Regions from separate parts of the Mus musculus genome. Here region 2 is linked to region 1. Evidence: chromatin contacts called from public Hi-C data. All regions are on one chromosome and are shown on one strand. The core of a region is the stretch at or near the end of the contact, and the rest is flanking DNA. Distances in the headings are between cores, read along the strand shown. Region 1 holds the start of Ccdc63 (coiled-coil domain containing 63). Region 2 overlaps Ppp1cc (protein phosphatase 1 catalytic subunit gamma).

Region 1 (7,347 bases), core at 651-3,150:
GTCGTAGGGTAGACCCACCCTGGGCTGCCAGGTGACAAGTCAAACTCGATGGAGTAGTGTCTTACTGGGTTGAGAAGTCATGAGGTTCCTAAGTTTAAGTCCTACACCACTGGGAGACTTTGAGAAAGTCACTATCTCTGGCCTCCCATCTATAAAGTTAGGATGGTGGGGTAGGGATGATGGGTAGGTGAAGGGACATTGAGTGACAAGCTGTTGTCACCTACCACTGGCATTGAGATGGATCTGAGCTTCCCTTCTGCTTAGACACTGGGTCCTGGAGGTCAAAGCCAGCAAGCCCACCTCTTTCTCCGTCTCTCTTTGTCTCCTCTGTCTGCAATGTCCTGCCCAGAATGAGAGAGGAAAAAGGAAGTGGGCCACCCTGCTGGCAGTGAGGACCCATGCGCCTCTCCTCCCTCCCATAGTCCCCTTCCACCCACAGCTTGGCATACAAGGGGACACAGCAGATGGCGCCGGGTGTAACAAGAGCCCCTCCCCCCAAGATCCGATCGCACCGGAACTTCTTCCGCTCCCCAGTTTATTATTAGGACCTGGGCAGATGGCTCCAGCCTGTCACTTACCCTTCTCCTCACATCTCTAAAGGAAAGGGGCACAGAGGCCTCTGATGATCAACCTGATGGAGCTGTTTTGGTTTTTTTGACTTTGGGACAGAGTCTCCTGTAGTCGAGGCTGGCCTCAAACTCAGTATGCTGCCAAGGCTGGCCTTGATCTCCTGATCCTCCTGCCTCCACCTCCAAAGTGCTGGGATTAGAGGCATGTGCTACCATATCCGGTACTTCATGCAGGCTAGGCCAGCACTACCCACTGATACATACCTATCCCACACCCACACACACAACAGAGTTGAAACCCTGCCTACGCTGTGATTACCCCACCCATACCCCACTTCTAGGATCAGGAACCAGCAACCAGCAACCCAGAGGAACATTTTATCATATCAGAACTTGAATGCTACCTGCCCAGAGGCACTTAGGAGTGGGGACATTAGCAGACAAGCCCCAAAGGGTTGTTAGGCCCACTGTGTCCCAGAAACTGCGAGGTCCTATGTGGAATTCCAGGTTCTCCATTCACATTCTTGCCCAGCCTCTAACGGACCTCAGGTACATCTGTGCTGCTCTCTGGAGCCTCAGTTCCCCATCTAGACAGTGGGGAGGGCCACGCCCTCCCCTAATCTGCATAATCCCCTCCCACTTCCGTGGACCAGTAATTCCTGTTGTACACTGGAGAGAATTTAGTAACTGAATTTTAACCTGGGGAATCTAGGTCAGCCAGTTCCATGGGGCTCTATGAATCATACTAGCATGGGGAGAGAAACCATAAACACCAAAACCTCAAGGCTTAGCCAGACCAGAAGATGTCACTGGATCGCGTCCTATCACACCAGACAGGAAGAACTTTTCATGAGACAATTTGAAATGAAATTTCTGGGGACTTATAAATCATGAGAGTTGTGGCAGTGTGAATGTCTAAGTCGATTTGGCATACAAACAAGCGCCTACTGTGTGCTTAGTGTTGTGGGGAACTGAGCTGTGGTTCAGCCACCCTCACGACGTGATCAATTTGTTTTAAAAAGAAAACAAAAGGTGGGCGTGGTGGTGCTGGCCTGAGTGACGCGGGAGGTGGAAACAGGAAGATCATGAGGTCAAGATCTTTGGCTGTAGCTTTACTTCAAGGTCAGTCTGTGCTGTAAGTGAATGGATACGTAATAAATAAATACACAGTCGCTTGAGAGCACATATAGCTCTTTGAGTTTGGGGAGCGTTTATGGTGGCAGTGGCTGGTTCCTGCCTCACCTCTGCTCATCCCCGGCAGGGGGCGCTGTGTGTACCCTAACTTACCACCCACGGCTCCCGCGGCTCCCGGTAGTGGCGGCTCGTGTGTCTAAGTGGCAGCCAGCTCCGCACCCCGCGTTCTCCGCCCTGGAACCCGCGCCTTTGTGACAGCGGCGACTCGCGTTCTCTAAGGACAGCCGAGACAACCGGACCCACGGAGAACCCGCATTTTACCAGAGGGGACAGGGCAACGCATTCCTGGGCTACCCTCAGCTGCCCTGTGTCAAACACCTTGGCCACCTTGGCCACCAAGCCAGCTTCCATTCCCTCCCTCCCTGGGTTACTACTCTCTTTCCTCTCGCTTCACCATTAAATACCTCCTTTCTGTTACACAGTGACCTAAAACGACTTGTTTTCAGAGTTTGGAGATTAAACCTGGGGCAGGTTAGGCAATGACTTTACCCCGGTCCGCCCTTCACCATCTGGAAGTTGCCCTCGGGTCCTGCTGTTTCGGCTGCTCTCCACTGTCTGCCACTGGGTGGGCAGTGGTTAGAAACATGCCTCTCTGGCGAAGGTTTCCCATCGCGGTTCTTCCTGGGTGCAGAACTCGGCCCTCTTGCCAAGAAGAACGAGCCCCACCCCACCCCCACCCCCCCACCCCCGCCACGGCCCCTCGCGTGCGCCCCCAGTGTAGCCTAGAGCAAACAAAGCTGCCAGCGGTAAACAAATGGAACCAGCACACACAGCAAGACAGTCTCCACGGCGGTCAGATACCCAAATCAGCCCATCCTTCCCAGTCAATGCTTGGACTAGGAACGTTAAGAGACTAACTGGTGCCAGGCAGTGGATCTATCGATGCCTTTAATCCCAGCACTCGGAAAGCGGAGACAGGCAGATCTCTGAGTTCAAGGCCAGCCTGGTCTACAGAGTTGAGTTCCAGGACACCCAGAGCTACACAGAGAAACCATGTCTGGGGGCAACAGCGGGGGTGGGGTGCATTATTTCCTGGAGTCTGCCACAGGGGTGGGCTTATAATTACTGGTCGTGGTCTCAAAGGCACCAGAGGAGCTTCCCACAGCCCAAGGTTAGAGAAGAGGAAGGTGCTTTGCTGTCGCTGAAAAGGAAATAGGAGATATGCTGCCTCTGTTGGTTGCTGGCAGCCCTGTTGCAAGCCTAAGGGAGACCAGTGGCTGATGGTCTACAATGTTGGCTAGCTCCTCAGATAGTGACTGCGGGTATAGGGTAAGTATAGGGCACCCCTCCCCGGTCATCGGCCCCTGGGAAAACCTGGAGCTGCAACTTCAGGACTTTTATTAGAAGCCAAAAGAGTGGACTCTGAGTCACAGTTCTGACCCACGGTAGAGTCGTCTCAGAACTTCCCGAGTCTGTTAATTACGAGTCATTCAAACCCAAGCAACTGTCTACATCCTACAAGACCCTTATCTAGCAGTGTGCTTAGTGATAAAGAACATGGGTTAGGCCGGGCAGTGGTGGCGCATGCCTTTAGTCCCAACACTTGGGAGGCAGAGGCAGGTGGATTTCTGAGTTCGAGGCCAGCCTGATCTACAGAGTGAGTTCCAGGACAGCCAGGGCTATACAGAGAAACCATGTCTCGAAAAAACCAAAACCAACCAAACAAACAAAAAACATGGGTTAGGATTATCCCTTCCCAGAACAGTGGATGCAGAATGGCCAGTCAGTCCCCTGAACATGACACCAACCTGGCGGGCTCTGGGGGCCTTAGGAATTGTACAGAGCCTGTCTGAAGGGTAGGTGGGTGCCTTGATCACTTGCCCCCCACCCTGAAAACTACCACCCCTGGAGAATGTTCTCCACTCGCTCTGTGATATACGTGCCTCTCTTCCACACCCCAGTTTGAATTCTTTAAACTGAGTTCACAGGCACTGGGGTCAAGCCAAGGGGAGCTCAGCCTTGGATCCCAGCACTTTAATGTTCAGCGAGGGAACTGAGGTACAGAGGCCATGTCCACACAGGGCCCTCTGCCTGTCATTCTGTGGCGTGCGGTGGTCTCCATCTGCTCTCATTCTGACTGGACAGGAAAAGAAGGCTTGGCTCAGTTTTGTCCAATTAGATCTTCAAGCCAGAAACTTTACTCTGGGCATGAACCCCTCCCACCGCAGGACAGCTCCGGACTGATTGACTAGCTGTTACTGAGTCTAAGTGTTGGGTACTGGAGCTAACTAAAAGACTGTGAAGTCACCTGCTGCTGGTGTGGCCCTTTGTCACTAACCCACAGTATTGCGTTGACTGTTTTTGGGTTGTTTTTGTTGTTGTTGTTGTTGTTTGTTTCTTTTCTTTTCTTTTCTTTTCTTTTCTTTTCTTTTCTTTTCTTTTGAGATGGGGTCTTACTATGTAGCCCTGGCTGTCCTTGAACTTGCTATGGAATACCAGGCTAGCTTTGAACTCACAAGAGATCCACCTGCCTCTGCCTCCAGACTGTTGGGCTTAAAGGCATGCCTCACCAGGCCAGCTAAAGGAGGGGTTTTTTAAAAAAATATTTTTAAAGATTCATTTATTTATTATATGTAAGTACACTGTAGCTGTCTTCAGACACTCCAGAAGAGGGAGTCAGATCTCGTTACAGATGATTGTGAGCCACCATGTGGTTGCTGGGATTTGAACTCTGAACCTTCGGAAGAGCAGTCGGGTGCTCTTACCCACTGAGCCATCTCACCAGCCCTAAAGGAGGGTTTTAAGTGAGCTGCACTATATCTATTAAAGGAAGCAGGCTAGAGTACATTTACTTGATCCTTTTGGTTTGTGTGTTTTGAGGCAGGGTCTTACTACATACATCTCACTACAGCCTGGGCTGTCTCGGAGCTCACTATGTAGACCAGGCTGACCTCAAACGCATAGAGATCCATTTGGCCCTGAGTGCTCAGACTGAACAGGTGCACCCGCGTGCTGTGCTCAAGTCTTCACGGTATTGTCCCCTCGCCTGAGGTCAGACTCCTGCTTGTCTCAGTGTGTTGATCCCTCAGGACACCGTCCATCTGGCTGAGCTCAGGGCCTGGAAGTCTGAAGATGCAAAAATTGAGACTGAAGAGGCAGATAAAGTTCATCTCCCACAATGCATTGCTCCAGACTGTCACCACACCCCCACCCCTCACCTCCAGCCCTGACAAAGGGACATGAAGGTCTCCCTCTTACCCTAAACCTGCAGCCGCTTTGGATACCAGGAACATCAGAACTCACAGACAAGCCAGCCCCTTGACCAAATCTTCCTCTAATCTAACCGAAAGCTTCCGTCAGGAGATAAACCTAGCGTCATCAAATCCCCTTTTTTAATCTCTTCTTCCCAGGGTAGCCACACTGACTGACACAAAGACATTGTCTATGTCTTTGCCCAAGCCTCTTTCTAATTTGCATGTTGAGACAGGCAGCCATGTTGAGCCCCTAATTCACCCCAGCTTTATCCAAAAACTCTGCTAACAACCACTCCACCATATGCCCTCCCCACCTTCTCTACGACAAAGAGGTGACCTTCTTGTGTCCTGAACTGCAGGGACTCTGTCCAGAGGGTAGTGATGGGGACCAGCCTGGGAGGGAAGCCAGCATTCAATTCAATTTGGCACCACACTGTGGTCCATGACCCTGCAAGATACTGGGGACATGGGGACACCTGGCCTCCATCTGGAGGTCGTAGGAGGGACAAGATGCTCTGAGGAAAGGGTGGCCCTGCCCTCCTCAGCAAGGGCACTGAGCCATTCTCTCTCCTCTCTTCTCCCCTCTCCCCTCTCTTCCTTCTCCTTTCTCCTGGGATGGCATGGGAAGAACTTAAAACTACAGCTTTAAAAACTACAGCTCCCAGGCTCCTTTGCAGAAGCAGGCCTCCAAAGAAGAGTAAGCAGGAGATAGGTCTTGTCAGTTTAGAGAGTTCAGCTGAAACCCCAAGACCTCAACAGCAGGGACAAGTGTCTCCCACCACCCCACCCTACCCTCGATCCCCAACTCCCCCTGCCCCTCTTTGCTGCTAATGGAGAACTGGGCCCTGAACCAACTCTAGAAGAGCTTGACTTCTTCCAGCTCTAGTTAGCCAGGGTCTGATGGGGCAGCACACCAGGGGCAGTCTGTCTTCCCTGGTGGGTCAGGGTGAGCCACTCCACACAAATCAGGCAATGGCTCAGCCCACGGCCCGTATGCCTTCTCCTTCCTCTTCCTAAATCCCCTGAGAGCAGGTTCTGAGGAAGTTCCTGATTTGTGATTCCACCCATCAGTCCCAGTTAAGTTGATTTTTTTCTTTTCCTCCCCCCCCCCAGCAAAAAACTGAACCCAGGGGCTTAGGGCATGCACCCTACCACTGAGCTAAAGCTCTAATCCCATACCTTGCTTTTTAAGACATTTTTTTCTTCCTCTGAGACCTGGGGCTGGCTGGCCATCAGGCTCCTTCGAGCCTCTTGCTACCCACCCACTCCGGAGCACCAGGGCACACCTGGCTTCTTACACACGTGCTGCCATCAAACCCAGGCCCCTCAGCCCTAGCTAGCCCTTGTATTATTTTCCAAAGCCAATGCCAGGCTGGTGAGATTCACCCAGTAAAGGCACCTGCTGCCAAGCCTGAGTTCAATTGCTGGGCGAGGCAGAGAGAGTGAATGGATTCCAGAATGCTGTCCTCTGACCTCCACACGTGTGCTGTGACATACGCTTGCTGCTGCCCCGATCAATAAATAAATGTGACATAAACATTTTTTCAGGTCAATGTCAGCTTCTCTTCATAGAGGAGAAAGATTTTTTTCTCTCCAGCCCTCTAAGAATGTAGAGAACTCTGAGAATGCCATCAGCCGTGTCCCCTCCCTTCTATGGCCGCCTGTGACACACTCTGGTGGCCCGGCCTACTTCCACAGAGTCTTCCCATCCTCATCACTGCCTGAATGTCTGGGTCCTTGAGTCACACAGACCTGGGCTACCATCCACTGTGAGACTTTGGACATAGCTCTTGACATCTCTTGGCCTTGGTCTCCTCCTCTGGGAAAGCTAACTCTCTCTTGGTATCACGTTCAAAACCTCCGGCTTATCTTTCTCACCAGCTCCTGCTGAGAATGTTCAGTCCTGGGAGTAGATTACTGTGACCATTTAGCCGCACCCAGCCTAAGATAGCAAAGCTGGGCAAGCGTCCAGGCAAGGGAGGCTTGGAGAGAAGCCTGGGGGATGTGTCCTGGCGGGAGGAGCACCCTGAGAAGGCTAGAATCTCCTGCTATCACTTTTTTGATTGTAGACCACCTCCGAAGAAGGTGACTGGAACCAGCTGTGCTCAGCAAACCATCAGAAAAGACTGAAGGAACACCTAGAAGCTGCCCATGGCTTATCATGGTGGCAAGGCTCAGACTAAACGCTGCAAGATTAAAGACAAGGGTCAGAGTCCGGGAGACAATGGGCCGAGAGCTGAGTTCACAAGGCTTTGTCATGAGACACAAATTGCTGACAGAAAATGCCACCTGACCTTGGCATCTATGATGTTTATTGAGAGTTGGTCACATGGGCATAGACTACCAATCTTAGTCACTGGGTCTCACCTACAATAGAGACCCAGCTCAAA
Region 2 (7,449 bases), core at 4,444-6,943, 48 kb after region 1:
TGACACTGCCTGGTTGGGACTTGTAACATAGCGTTCATAACCTTCCTTTTTAAACTGTGATGTGCTGGTCAGCTTGCCCAGGTAGACCTGTCTGTCGGGCCCTCCTCCATTTGATTACTGCTGGCACTTGCTGGTTATAGCAGCAAGCCAAGCACTTCATTCTCAAGAGAGCATTTTGTTTTGAACCTCTGTTCCCTTTGTGGACAGCTCTGATGATGGTGTTAAGCTGTACACCCTGGCAGGTTATCCTGTCTGAGGAGAAAGTGTACAATTGATCTTTTTTTAATTTAGTATAAGTCATGAATAATGTAAATGCCTGTTTTCTTTAGGATATAAAGAGAGCCTTAGAGTGCGTGAGTCTCTACATGTAATTGTCATAAATGCATTCTGTTGATACAAACCACTGTGAACAATTTTTTTTCCAGTTTGTTTGAAAGGGACTGCTTTCCCTCATTGTCTTGTCATGTACAAACTAGTGTCTGCAGCTGTGGCAGCAGGAGTGACCTGCCTGCCGCCAGCCCTGCCCAGACTATCTGAAGCACACTCCTTCCCACTGCACATTTAATAATGATTAAAGCCATTCTTTTCAATGTCTGTGATTCCTTCCTAAAGCCAAAGTTTCTGTTGGACTGTATGGCACGCCCTGGGGATGAGGTGGCCAGGGCATCGAGGCTGCGTGCACAGGCCGCCTCCCTCCGTGGGGCCTCAGAAGCAGGTTATTTTAACTAGCAATAGTGGTATAGTGCTGAGTAAGCTATTAATGATGGAAGTTAATGACACTTTGTACAGTTCCCATATAGTCTATTCACTGAGTGATCTTTTTACAGTTGGATCAGGCCTGAACCCGTCCATTCAGAAAGCTTCAAATTATAGAAACAACACTGTCCTATACGAGTGACCGATAATGCTTTCTTTGGCTACATTCTTTATTCTGCGGTGACATTGAGGCTTATAAATCAAAAGGAACTAACTTGCCGTCCACCGGTTTATACAGAACTCACAGTATCTATGACTTTTTTAAACTACGACCTGTTAAATGAATCTGTTTGCACAGATGCCCGTGTACAATGCCATGTGCTGAGAATGGTTTCAGACTTATTAAATGCAAGCTTGTTAACTTGTTCGTGTCTTTCTGTCAGCAGCGGCCCCACGAATCCTTTCCTGTCTTTCCATATGCAGTCCTTTTGGGAGGGGCCTGGGTCTTGGCTAAGTAGCCTGGCAGGAGGGAGGGGCTGGCTTCCTTGGAGCCCTGCCTGTAGCCTTAGTTTCTTGCTGCCTTGGTCTATTAAAGCTGCTGGTGCATTGAGAGGAAGCCAGGTAGCCCTGGTTCCTGGGGAGTGTCTTGGCCTCAGACCCTGTGTGTGGTGGTGGAGGGCAGGCCTAGATGGTGTCTGGCCTGACTGCTGGCCAGTGGGTCCTAAGGGTCAGCCAAGTACTCCCCTGGGCACTCCCACATCCCAGCCTGCTTCCTTCAGCTTGAACCTAATGGTCGGAATCTGAGCCATTGATTAGGTCAGAGGCTGTTGAAGGGCATCAGCCCTAGAGGTGGTTTGCTTTCTGTCATGGGGCCCTGAGCAGAGAAAACGTGAAGTTGATACAAGAGACACTTTAAGCCTTTCACTGTTTACCAAAGGCTTCCTCCTCTGTCTGCATGCACCCTTGTAACTTGTAACCTAGGGAGTGCCTCGTTTCTCTCAGGTTCTGGCTCGCTAGCTGGGTGAATGGCAGAGCCACAGCAAGTCCCAGTTAGGAGTGTATGGGGCGTCTCTGCTGAGTTACACCAGCCTGTGCTCCTCTGAGCTCATCATCTGAGCAAGTCTTCCTGACACCAACATAAAAAGACACAGAGGAGCCAGGCGTGGTGGCGCACGTCTTTAATCCCAGCACTCGGGAGGCAGAGGCAGGCGGCTTTCTGAGTTCCAGGACAGCCAGGGCAACACAGAAAAACCCTGTCTCCAAAAAACAAAAAACCAAAAAAAAAAAAAAAAAAAAAAAAACCAAACCAAACCACAGAGGGAGGACACGGTGCTTCCTGGTATTAGAAGTAATGAGTGTCAAAACTTGTAGAAACTGGTGTGAGACAGTCCACCATTCTGTTCATATTCACAGTAAACATGTGAATGAATGTACCATACATGTATAGCCCCCCGCCCCCCCCCCCAAAAAAAAAAACAGCACACACCTATGTAACAGGTGAAACTGGGGGCCAAGGGACAAGTGCTAATCCAGGAAGAAAGGGTGTCCTGGTTGGGGCCAGCCCAGGTGGCTGAAAGAAGTCCATCTGTCATCTGATACTTGGTGGTGGATAAGGACAAGCTGAGAATCATTGGCATTGTTGGGTTAGCTTGGGAGACATGGGAGGGGGTGGACTGTAGAGTCCGTGTGGGATGGATTGGAAGGAAGAAGGCAGAGGCCAGGCTTCTGAAGACATGTCTGGGGAATGGAAAGTGAGGAGCACAGGGCAGTTAGGCCCACTGCAGGGTGGGGTGCACAGCTCCCTGTAGCTCAGGCTCCAAGGGTCCAGTGCCCTCTTGTGGCCTTTGGGGTTCTACACACAGGAACATTGAAAAAAATTTTTTTTTCTTTTTTGGTTTTTCTTTTTTTCTTTTTTTGAGACAGGGTTTCTCTGTATAGCCCTGGCTGTCCTGGAACTCACTTTGTAGACCAGGCTAACCTCGAACTCAGAAATCTGCCTGCCTCTGCCTCCCGAGTGCTGGGATTAAAGGCGTGCGCCACCAAGCCTGGCTCAACATTTTTAAATTTTTAATCAAAAGAAAAGGCTCGGGGCTGGTGAGATGGCTCAGTGGATAAGAGCACCCGACTGCTCTTCCGAAGGTCCAGAGTTCAAATCCCAGCAACCACATGGTGGCTCACAACCATCTGTAACAAGATCTGACGCCCTCTTCTGGAGTGTCTGAAGACAGCTACAGTGTACTTACATATAATAAATAAATAAATCTTAAAAAAAAAAAAAAAGAAAAAAGGCTCGGTTTGAGATGCTGGTGGCCTTGAATCAGAAAATAGTTGAAATTCATTTTTTAAAAAAGATTTATTTATTATTATATCTAAGTACACTGTAGCTGTCTTTAGACACACCAGAAGAGGGTGTCAGCTCTCATGATTGGATGGTTGTGAGCCACTATGTGGTTCCTGGGATTTGAACTCAGAACCTTTGGAAGAGCAGTCGGTGTTCTTAATCACTGAGCCATCTCTCCAGCCCTGAAATTAATTTTTTACCCACTTGGTGACCTAGAGGAACTTAGCTGAGCTCAGTTCTGCTTACCAGATGTGCAGTCTTGGTGCATACCAGCCTAGCTTCCTGCCCCGGGCCCACAGAACAGCTAGAATATTCCCTGGCAGGATTAACTCAAGACTGCTCACAAGGCCACACATACCGTGCACTCTGGCAGCATCATCCAGAGAGAAACCGAAGACTCCTGGTCCAAGCCAGTGGGGTTGCTTTATAGAAAACGAGACACAGCACAGGTCATTTCCCACTAGTTCCCAGGAAGGACCTCCCAGGCTGCCACCTCTGCCCAAAGCTGAACTGAAAAGAATCCATCATGTGTTGCTGGACTGTGAATGCTGGACAACAGCTTCAGCATTCTAAGTATCTTCAACTATAGGTACGTGTTGTCCATGAGAGAATTTGATTTATATCCGTTAAGTATTAATGTTAATGTGTTTGGTAAGACCTTAAGGAAAAAGTTTGATGATCAAGAAGCCCAAAGCAGCTGGGGAGAGGTAAGGTTCAAGCCAAAAAGGAAAAGAAAATTTAAATCTGGGCATGATGGCAAAGATGAACCACACCTGAATCCTCTGCTCCACCAAGACCACCTGTGTGGGAGCTGGCGAGATAGCTCAGTGGTTAAGAGCGCCGACTGCTCTTCCGAAGGTCCCGAGTTCAAATCCCAGCAACCACATGGTGGCTCACAACCATCTGTAACGAGATCTGATGCCCTCTACAGTATACTTAATATAATAATAAATACATTTAAAAAAAAAAAAAGACCACCTGTGTTTGCATACAAAAAAAAAAAAAAAACCCTGTTATGGATGAGAGTGTTTGATAAAAAGGTCTTAATAAAACACTAACTAACGCCGGGCATGGTGGCACACGCCTTTAATCCCAGCACTTGGGAGGCAGAGGCAGGTGGATTTCTGAGTTTGAGGCCAGCCTGGTCTACAAAGTGAGTTCCAGGACAGCCAGGGCTATACAGAGAAACCCTGTCTCGGAAAATAAAAAAAATAAATAAAATAAAACACTTAGATGAATTCAAGAACCTTTATCTTGAGCTAAATGAGATCTTGGGAATTTAAAGATGGGGCTGAAAAGAGGGGGTCTCATCAGTTAAAAGTACCACCTATTCACAGCTGTAACTCCAGTTTCAGGGCACCCGATATTCAAAAAACACCCACACATGACATTTATGTTAAACCCACCCATACACATAATCTAAAAATATTACAGATGCATGCTTTTAATCCCAACACTGGAGGCAGTTGAGCAGATCTCTGTTCACAGGCCACATAACTGCTCCAGACTCAACCAGAGCTGCATAGACCCTGTCTAAAACCAAGAAATTAGAGACACTGAGGCTGGAGAGCATGGCTGCTCTAGCAGAGACTAGTTCCGTATCCAACACCCCGTCAGGGGTCTCAACTCCATAGCTACAGCTCCAGAGAGGGACCGACACCTCTTCCAGCATCAGCATGCATGCCTAAAAAGTAAAAAAAAAATAATAAATTGCCAGGCATATATATAATCCTACCCAGCACTTGGGAGGCAGAGGCAGCAGATTTCCATGAGTTCTAGACCAGCCTGGTCTACAGAGTGAGACCCTGTCTCAAAGCTAAAGAATGTTTCTTAAAATAGAGGGCCTGCAGAATATTGAAAGTGGTTCTGTGGGTGCAGACAGGTGCTTCTGGGAGTCTCCCGGAGCTACCATGTAGAACTTAATGTCCAGGGCTTGAGGAGGAAGGTCGGCAGGTTCTCTTGTTGCTGGTATCGATGGCAGGAAGAAAATCTGAACCACCTAGCAAGGAACAACTGAGAAGATGTCAGCTGTTGAATGGGAAATTCTGAGACCCTAACACAGGGTAGCGGGTGGGTGAGTAACTAAAACCTTAATTAAATTCGACCTGGTATCCAAAACCAGTTCCCTGACTTATGACCTGATACTTAGAAAATTGTGTGTGTGTGTGTGTGTGTGTGTGTGTTTAATGTGGGTTCACAGGTAGTGTGTGGAGGGTCAGGACAATCCATGTTGGTCTATTCACTACTGCATTCTCTGCATCCATCTTTGAGTGGGTTCTTAGGGGCAAACTCAGGTCTCCAAGCTTGAAGAACAAGCCCTTCACCCAACTGAGCCAGTGGCCCTGGCTTTGAGACAGTCTACAGTGTAGCTTTGGCTAGCTTGGAGCTCACTCTACAGATCAGACTGGCTTCCGGCATGTGATCCTCCTGCCTCTTCCCCCCCCCCCCCCCACCCCAGTATTGAAGGTGTGTGACGCTGCTCCTGGGACAGGTACTAATTTTAATAGTCACTTAGCCAAGATATAATCTGGAAGCAATTGAAGGTGCCATTTAAAAACACTTCCTCCTTTTCTCTCCGGGCCATCCAATTAACACAGTGGCAGATACTGTGTACACCGTGAGGGCCAGCCCACACATTGTTGTTCAGGGCTGGTGAGTGAGTAAGCCTAGTCATTATGTTCTTGGACAGCCTGGCGGCTTGGCTTTCCCAGCCTTTCTGTTACCACAGTCCTGAGGCAGGGACAGCAGGTGGGCTGGAGGGGCTCCTCCCTGAGGAAGTGAGATTCTGGGTCTGAACGCCAAGTCACTTGCTGCTGCGAAGCATGGATTTCCCTCCTTCGACTCACAGAACCACATAGCTTCCCTCTGGTGCCTGGTGTCAATGTTGGAGATTAAGAGAGTTGGAATTGATAGCCTGGAGTTTCCGTCCACCCCACCCCCACCCCAACCCCTACCCCCACTCCCACGCCCCAGTCAGAGGGGTTTGCAGCTGTGCAGTGGGAAGATGCGGGCACCAACGTCTGGGGTGGGTGGATGTAGCTGGGAGCCCGACTTGGATGGGTTTCAGTTGTGCTGTCAGGTGTGTATGTGTATCTTTTTTGTTGTTGTTTGTTTCTCTGTATAGCCCTGGCTGTCCTGGAACTCACTCTGTAGACCAGGCTAGCCTCGAACTCAGAAATCTCCCTGCCTCTGCCTCCCGAGTGCTGGGATTAAAGGCGTGCACCATCACACCCGGCTTGTGTATGTGTATCTTAACTATATCTCCCATGCACACGTATAAGGTGTATTTTAGTGTTTTGTGTTGGCATATTTTTTTAATCCATTTTATTGGGAATTTTATACTTCTACCCCCCTTCCAACCCTTATTCCACCCTAATCCTTTCCAATCCCCCCCACCCTCAGTAGTAGATAGGAGAGAATGAAGGTTAGAGGAGAAAGGAGGCGTAGATCTCTTTAGATTATGTCCTTCCGATTAGGGGTGATGAGTTCCTTGGGGTAAGTCCAATCTTCATCGTCACGATATCTCTAACTTGTCTCTCTGTGCATGAACACTTGACAAACCTTAGCAACAGCAACCAGGAGCAGAAGGGGGAAGCAGCTGCCTCCTTCCAAACACCCCTCTCTAGACTCATATTTATTCCCTCTCCAGAGTCCCCAAAATTCCAAACATAAACCACCTGCAGCTGGCAAAGATCACCCCCCTGCTAGTGTGCGAGGCAGATCATAATCACCTGCTGTGAAGTAGCCTCGCACCCCACACCTGGGATTAGAACAAAAACATGTTCACACAACATAACGGCTTTTAAAGAAAACCAGAATTCTCACTACAATTTTGTGGACGCTGCGTTTTATCTTTGAAGGCTTTTGAAGAAGATTTTTACCATTTCCAAGTATGTGTACATGGGGTGGACTTGTGGGCACAAGAGTGCAGGGGCTGCAGAGGCATCGCATCCCCTGGAGCTGGAGTTATAATAGGTGGTTGTGAACCACTCGACATGCATGCTGGGAACTGAACTTGGTTCCTCTGGGAGAGCGGTAAGTGCTTTTGACCATTGAGCCATGTCTCTAGTCCTCCCTCTTTTAAGGTTTATTTTTACTATGTTGAAATTGTGGCTATGTCTGTCTGGATATGCCCAGAAGTGTACAGACGCCAAGAGAGGCCAGAAGACCGCTCTGGATCCCTGGAGTTGTACTTACAGACAGCTGTTTGCTGCCCCAGGTGAAACCTGGGAATAGAACTCAGATCCTTGGTAAAAGAAAGGCTCCTTGAAGGATCTTTTAAATTTATTTTTAAGTTTTTAGTTATTTGTTTTGAAACAGAGTCTAACTATGTAACACTGGCTGGCCTGAAATTCACAGTATAGACCAGGCTGGCCATGATCCCACCTGCCTCTGCTATCCTGAGTGCTGGG

The links. A called contact is a pair of places that touch in the nucleus more often than the background predicts.
Region 2: a Hi-C map of uterus shows a contact between it and region 1, with 7 times the contacts expected there. The contact joins the enhancer-like site here to the promoter of Ccdc63 in region 1. A contact is called at or near these places in 6 of 39 promoter capture datasets (the C10 cell line, HPC-7-derived erythroid cells, embryonic stem cells and 3 more), 6 of 15 datasets of contacts at CTCF or cohesin (CD8 T cells, the G1E-ER4 cell line, the NIH/3T3 cell line and 3 more), 147 of 484 Hi-C or Micro-C datasets (B cells, the C10 cell line, the C2C12 cell line and 74 more), 25 of 115 datasets of contacts at active chromatin or transcription factors (the 230-238 cell line, the HPC-7 cell line, the SCID.adh cell line and 13 more) and 4 of 9 other capture datasets (adipose tissue, embryonic stem cells, liver and 1 more).

What each region holds. Positions count from the first base shown.
Region 1 is chr5:122,130,065-122,137,411 of GRCm38.p6, forward strand. It overlaps Ccdc63 (coiled-coil domain containing 63), which reads right to left and starts at 1,901. Exons shown (of 12, transcript NM_001384199.1): 1 at 1,857-1,901; 2 at 225-341. The coding sequence starts at 233.
Region 2 is chr5:122,174,153-122,181,601 of GRCm38.p6, forward strand. It overlaps Ppp1cc (protein phosphatase 1 catalytic subunit gamma), which reads left to right. Exons shown (of 7, transcript NM_013636.4): 7 at 1-1,121. Among named protein-coding and RNA genes, the nearest start is that of Gm52787, 18 kb to the right of the region's middle. Within about 2 kb of position 5,694, at least 37 of the 459 cell types and tissues checked have an H3K27ac peak or open chromatin away from gene starts, as enhancers often do. A contact at or near this core is called in the G1E-ER4 cell line, the HPC-7 cell line, cerebral cortex and 3 more, where this site is marked.